2 separate regions of the Ovis aries genome follow, and region 1 is linked to region 2. Evidence: chromatin contacts called from public Hi-C data. All regions are on one chromosome and are shown on one strand. The core of a region is the stretch at or near the end of the contact, and the rest is flanking DNA. Distances in the headings are between cores, read along the strand shown.

Region 1 (3,347 bases), core at 295-2,794, 91 kb before region 2:
GGCTCCTGAGCGGCACTCTCCACTTCTCCAGCTGCAGCACATGTACAAGAGAGGGGTTACCTCCCCGGGCTCTTGTGAAATTCAAAGGATTGTGAATTGGGGGGTTATAAACCCCAAAGCGCAGTCATATGCCAAGGGCTGGTTTCTTGAAATTTCCTAATAGGATATGCGCATGTGCACACGAGCACACACACACACACACACACACACACACACACAGAGGATGACCTAACAAACACAAGTGAATTATACACAGGACACACGCACAGTAGGTGACTGGATGACACCGCAAAGAACTAGCAGTGAATGTAGTTAATGGCAGCGCCTCCTTGGGAGGGGGCGCTAAACCCCGATATCAGAGGATGGACACAGCAGGACTGAGGCAAGAAGCCTTTGGGGGTGGGGGGAGTAGCTGGAACTGTGACTACAGGCAGTGGAAGGACAAAATGACCAACCAGGTCAGGATCACAGGAGCTGCTGTAAACTGTCAAGGCTGCAGCCCTTGGGTTTCCAAGACTAAGGGGCAAGGTGGATGTAGATGAGGTTGCCTTGGCGCTTGTAGGCGCCAAGACCGGGGAGCTGAGGTACCTGGCAGGGACTGCGGATGCCCAGGGTGCCGCTAGCCGCAGGCAAGATCAATCAGGGCAAGAACACATCTAACTCTCGGGAGGACAAGCGCAGAGCGACAGCAATGAACCCTGGTTCGGCCCTAAATGGAGTGACGACGCCCGGTGCCTCCACATTGTTCCCTTCCGTGGTGCAGGGTCGGAGCTCTGCTTCCCAGGCCGCCGGGAGCACGCCTGCATTTAACACAGAGCTGGGGGCCATGTCCACGCTGCCGCATCCCTGAACCCGCGGTCAGAAAGACGGAGGCGCTCAGGAAGGGGCTCTGCTCCGCCGGCCTCCTCTCCTTCAGTCCCCGAAGCCCGCGCTCCCCCTGCTGTGCAATGCGGACCCCTGAGAGGGGCAGAACTAATCCAGGGGATGGTCACCACGGGCGGGGGCGCGTCCAGGCGGCAGTCACCCCGGGCAGGAGGTGTGACCAGGGAAGCGGTCTTCCCCATCAGGGGTCCGCATCCAGGGGGCGGTCGTCCAGGGCGTAAGGCGCGTCCAGAGAAGTTATCAGCTCTAGCGGGGGGCGCGTCCAGGGGCCGTCACTCTGGGCAAGGACCGGAGTCCCTCCCCGGAGGTCCGCTGCACTTCAGTCGAACATGAATAGAGAAGCGTCGACCGGGTGCGGTAAGGACCTGACTACCCTCTCCTCGCCGGCCCCCCGCGTCGCCTTGGCAACCGGCCTAGGCCCCCGCCCTTTCCCGGTAGCGTAAACAGGAAGTGGGCGTGAGCGCGGGGTGCGCTTCCGGCGCAGTGAGGGGCGGGAGCGATTGTGAACGGCGACCAGCAGGACCAATCGTGGAAGAAATCTGAGGGAAGAGCCAATCGTCAGTCCCGGAGCGGGCGGGAGGGACTCGAGACTGAGGCGGGACTGGCGAAGCGGAGCCAATCGCGGCGGGCCGCGGTGCGGAGCGGGCCCTGGGGCGGGGCCGAGGGTCTGGCGTAGGTGGAGGTGGAGGCGGCAGCAGCGGCGGCGGCTGCTATTGCGGCCGCGTCGGGCCGGTCCGGGTTCGCTCGGCTGCGGGCGCGGTGATGCTGCAGCTGCGGGACTCGGTGGACTCGGCGGGCACGAGCCCCACGGCGCTGCTGGCCGCCGGCGAGGAGGTCGGGCCGGGTAGTGGCGGCGGCGGCGGTGGCGGGGGGCGTCCGGGGGCGGGCACGCCGCTGCGACAGACGCTGTGGCCGCTCAGCGTCCACGACCCCACGCGCCGCGCCCGCGTCAAGGAGTATTTCGTGTTCCGGGTGAGGCTGGGGGTGGGGGCGGGGGCGGGAGAACGCGTGGGCCTGTGGGGCCGGGGGCGGGGCGGGGCGGGCGAGCGGGCGTGAGCCTGTGGGGCCGGGGGCGGGGCGGGGCGGGGCAGGCGGGCGGGCGGGACCTGTGGCGACCTCCGCCCCGGCTCCGCCCGCTCCGCGCAGCCCGGCACCATCGAGCAGGCGGTGGAGGAGATCCGCGTAGTGGTCCGGCCCGTGGAGGACGGAGACATCCAGGGGGTGTGGCTGCTGACCGAGTAAGGGGGCGCGCCCTGGGGAGGGGCCCGGGCACTTGTGCGCGCCGCAGGGCCGAGTGACCGCTGCCGCCCGTAGGGTTGATCACTGGAACAACGAAAAGGAGCGGCTGGTGCTCATCACCGACCAGGCGCTCCTCATCTGCAAATACGACTTCATCAGCCTGCAGTGCCAGCAGGTGGTCAGGGTCGCCTTAAACGCGGTGGATACCATCTCCTACGGAGAATTCCAATTTCCCCCGAAGTCGCTCAACAAGTAAGTCTTCAAACAACCCTTCCAAAACCAGCCCCCAGTGGACGTCTTGCTTTAATATCAGTAGAGTTTAGAATAGACCCGGGTGACTTCTGCTCAGCAGGGTGCATTAAAAGGCATTTTGGCTCAAGAGACAGCTATTAGGCTGGTAGTAAATGAATTCAGGGTACGTTAACATAGGCCTGACACAGGTATTTTTCAGATAAGAGTGAACTCAGCACTTTATCCCTGCCAAGAAAGGATTGGCAGCTGTCATGTCAAACCCTGTTGTGGTTAATTTTTAAAAGAAAAAGGTAGCACATCGCTTTGGTTTATAGATATTATTGAAGATTAAATTTGGAATGTTTAATGGCCAACTTTCAAGAGCTGATCTTCAACTGTTAGGGAGCTTTCTGAATTATGAGAAACCTAGACATGAATATACTCAGTTGAATTAAACGGTAAATTTTAGGGTTTTGATGTGGAGATTTGGGTAGGAAATTCAGGAAGATAAGTTCAAAATTCTAAACAACAATAAAATATTCTGGAAAAAAGGATTTGAAGTTGGAAAAGTATTATTTGTTTAGTTAGAGCACTACATGTTAAAGTTTATTAACCGTGTAAAGATTAGCTTAACTAAGTGTACTCAGTTTGTCCTGTCTTAAAGTGCTAAGAGCTGTGATTATTAGACATTACATTCCTGTCCAGACCCATGGCTATTGTGAAATGGCCATCATCAGTCTCGTCTTCACTGGTGGGACCGCTTTTTGTTCCCACACCCAGCACCAAGCAGGTGCTCTGGGGCACAGGCCTGCCTGTGAAGTCTGGTCCCTGTCTTCTGACCCTGCAGGCGAGAAGGCTTTGGTATTCGCATCCAGTGGGACAAGCAGAGCCGCCCATCCTTCATCAGCAGATGGAACCCGTGGTCCACCAGTGTGCCATACACCACGTTCATAGAACACCCGATGGCCGGTGTGGATGAGAAGACAGCCTCTCTG
Region 2 (3,311 bases), core at 582-3,081:
TGGGCCCTGTCTGCAGGCCAGGGAACTTTCTCCTCTTGCGGTGCAGTCCCTCCATTTCCCGTCTAACCATGTAAGGGGGGCTGGGGAGTTTGGAAAACACTTCTTCCTGCAAGTAGCCAAATCTACTTGCTTACACCCAGCATCATGTGGCTGGAAAGGACTTGCCCCGAGTCCCTCATCTGGACTTGAGTCTCTGTCCTGTGGCCTTTGATCTGGGGGTGGGCTGTCTCCAAGGCATGATGAATTCCAGAAGGGGAAGTCCAGGAGGGATCTGCTGCTGGTTTAGCTCAGCACTGTTTACACGGGGGGAACTGAGGCCCAAACCGCTCGCCATGCACCCATAGCAGCTGAATGTCTGGTCCCAGGTGTGCAGGGCTAGAAGTGCCCCACCCTTGGCATCCTGACCCCTGACCCACAGACAGAAGCTGGTCTTTGGGTTAAACCACAGTCCCAGCAACAAGCACTCATGGGGCTTCCCAGGTGACTCTAGTGGCAAAGAATCCATCTGCCAATGCAGGAGATACAAGAGACACGGGTTCAGTTCCTGGGTCAGGAAGATCCCCTGGAGGAGGGAATGGCAACTCACTCCAGTATTCTTGCCTGGAGAATCCCATGGACAGAGGAGCCTGGAGGGCTGCGGTCCATGGCGTCGTAGAGTCAGACACGACTGAAGTGACTTAGCACAGTGTACAGCCTGAAGTTGTCTTGAGTGTAATGACTGTTAGCTGGAGGCCAGGAGACACAGCTGTTGGGCCAGATCCCAGGGCTCCAACTCAGTGGCCTGGAGCCTCTGTTGGTCCTGCTCCAGAGTCGACCCTGGGACAGAGGCCCGCTCCCTGGCCAAAGGATGCGGGTTTGCCAGAGGGAGCGGGGCCAGTGGCTCAGAGGGCAGCCTTGTCCTCTGTCCACTATCTTCTCTGATCTGTCCCTGGTAGCCCCACTGGACTAGCTCAAGGCCTGTTAACCCTGCCTCACCAGTTGATGCGTTGCTTGCGGGGGTGGAAGGAAATGGGGTGACAGGAACCTGAGGCTCTGCTTTGTCCTGAAGGGTGGGACCCGGCCCTAAGGCTGGGAGGCAGGGGTCCTCCAGCACCTGGCGTGGGGGGACCCCATCTGTTTCTCTGACTGTGATCAGAGTAACCAGGCCCTATGCAGCTCCCATGACCTCAGCACCCCACTCCTACCCATGTCATTTCTTGTCTCTCCTGTCCTGTCGAGGGCAGAATTGGGTGTGGCCAGACCACCTGGCACAGGGGCATCCGGCACTGTCTACTTCTGTGCCCCCACCCCTGCCCCCCTACAATGGGGGCTCCTCCCCTCCCTCCTGGTCCCCCAGCGGCTGTGCAGGGCAGGTGATGTCCCTAGTGGGGGGAGGGCAGAGCCTGACAGCTGCTCCTGCAGGACCTGGGGACCCTGAAGATCCCCGACCAGTACCGCATGACCATCTGGAGGGGCCTCCAGGACCTGAAGCAGAGCCACGACTATGGCGCCCAGCAGCTGATCCGCTCCAGCAGCAACGCGGCCACCATCGCCATCGGGGGCTCGGGGGAACTTCAGCGCCAGCGGGTCATGGAGGCTGTGCACTTCCGCGTGCGCCACACCATCACCATCCCCAACCGCGGGGGCCCCGCCGGGGGCGCGGGGCCCGACGAGTGGGCCGACTTCGGCTTCGACCTCCCAGACTGCAAGTCCCGCAAACAGTCAATTAAAGAGGAGTTCACGGAGAGCGAGGCCAACTGAGTAGGGAGGACACGGCCAGAACCCCTACCCCCGTGCTATCGACGCGGAGAGCGGAGAGGGCGGAGTCTCAGCGGAGAGGGTGGAGTCTCCGGGCTGGCGGCCCAGGAAGCCTAGCTGGATGGCTGCTTCCTCCCAGTCACCAACTGGCCTGGGAGGCAGGACTCCTGGGCTGCGCCGGTGAAGTGGGGAGGCCCTCGGAGCTGTGCTGAGGATGCGCATCCAGGGTCCGTCCTCTTGGGGGCTCACCTTCCCTGCCTCTCCTTCCTGGGGGTCTCTGCTGACAACTGCCAAAAAGTGTTTTTCGATGTCTCTGGCTCTGGGTAGGGATGAGGGGCTCTGTGCTTGTCCCTAACACGTTTGTTCTCCAGTCCAGTCTCCAGACTACTTCTCTGCCCGAGGCTGGTCCCTCTGCTGGTCTTGAGGGTCGGTCTGTCCCTTGCACCCTTGTCCACTGGTGTCAAACCCGCTGCGGCCACCTCCCACTTCCTGCCCCGAACAAAATCCCAAGTTTCACTGGAATTGGGAAGACTGGCCCCTCCTGGGAGGCAAGGAAACTTTGGGTGAATGGCCTGCATCCAGCCCCCATGCCAACACTTCTGGCCACAGTGCCCTTCCTCCAGTGGCCCCCTGAGCATAGACACGGACACAGTTTCCTCAGACCACTGGGAATTGTCAACATTTGATAAAATGATGCCCTTTTTCTACATGTGGGTGAGCCTTTTCTTTTTTTTTAACTTTTGTTCTGAATGTGTGTGTAAACAAGATGGGCTAAGAAAGGGGCCAGCCAGGTGGGATCCATAGCAGGCAGGGGTCGGTCACTTGCTCCTCCATTCGGGAATGGGAGAACAGAGCCGGCTGTAGCCACGGCCCCACCCTTCTCCCTGGGAGGCTGTGTTCTGTGTGGGAGGGGCCCTCTGTCTTCACAGTGCTGAGGCCAGTGGAGGGGGTCCTGGCCTCTATGGGCAGCTTGAGGAGCGGGCTGGGAGAGACAGCGTCTGCAGCCCCCAGGGCAATGGGACCAGTTCTGTCTGCAGAGAGCCTTCTGAGCCAGAAGCAGGACCACAGGGGTCGTGGGCGAGGGGATGAGGCAGGAGGGATGCAGGGAAGCCTGACTCCTGTGTAAGCTGAGACATCACCTTGTACTTTCCTAACACCTGTCTGTCCCTCACTCTGCATGGTTCCCCATGGTTAGTCGGTCATCAGCTGAGCCCTCCTGTCTCTAAATCATGGGGAAGTGCAAGGCTCCCAGACCAGGGGCTGATGCGGACAGAGCCCTAACTGCTCTTTGGGTTCTTTCCCTTGCCATAATCCCCACCCTGCCCCCAGCCCTGGGAAGTTAGGAAGCAGCAGACTGTGATCACTCAGGTCCACTCTGAAGCCAGGCTCTCAGTCCTGGGGTTCAAGTGCCAGTTCCTGTGTTCCGTTCCCAGGCTCTTCAGAGGAGGGCACTGGGTGGGGGTAGGGGGCACCAGGGGGTGGGGTGGGAGGGGTGGGGTGTCTGCTGTACTCAGTGGCTCGGAGCCCAGTCGGGAATGGAGCTCCAGAGCCAGCTCCGCCCCTGGCTGGCCAGC

The links. A called contact is a pair of places that touch in the nucleus more often than the background predicts.
Region 1: a contact with region 2 is called in a Hi-C map of blood, with 4 times the contacts expected there. The contact joins the promoter of TPRG1L here to the enhancer-like site in region 2. A contact is called at or near these places in 10 of 16 Hi-C or Micro-C datasets (blood, hypothalamus, liver and 3 more).

What each region holds. Positions count from the first base shown.
Region 1 is chr12:48,807,131-48,810,477 of ARS-UI_Ramb_v3.0, reverse strand. TPRG1L (tumor protein p63 regulated 1 like) reads left to right here and starts at 1,544. Exons shown (of 5, transcript XM_015099263.4): 1 at 1,544-1,854; 2 at 2,029-2,120; 3 at 2,197-2,373; 4 at 3,200-3,347. The coding sequence starts at 1,645.
Region 2 is chr12:48,716,616-48,719,926 of ARS-UI_Ramb_v3.0, reverse strand. It overlaps TP73 (tumor protein p73), which reads left to right. Exons shown (of 13, transcript XM_027975730.2): 13 at 1,402-2,444. The coding sequence ends at 1,740. Among named protein-coding and RNA genes, the nearest start is that of CCDC27, 17 kb to the right of the region's middle. Within about 2 kb of position 1,831, at least 8 of the 54 cell types and tissues checked have an H3K27ac peak or open chromatin away from gene starts, as enhancers often do. A contact at or near this core is called in liver, where this site is marked.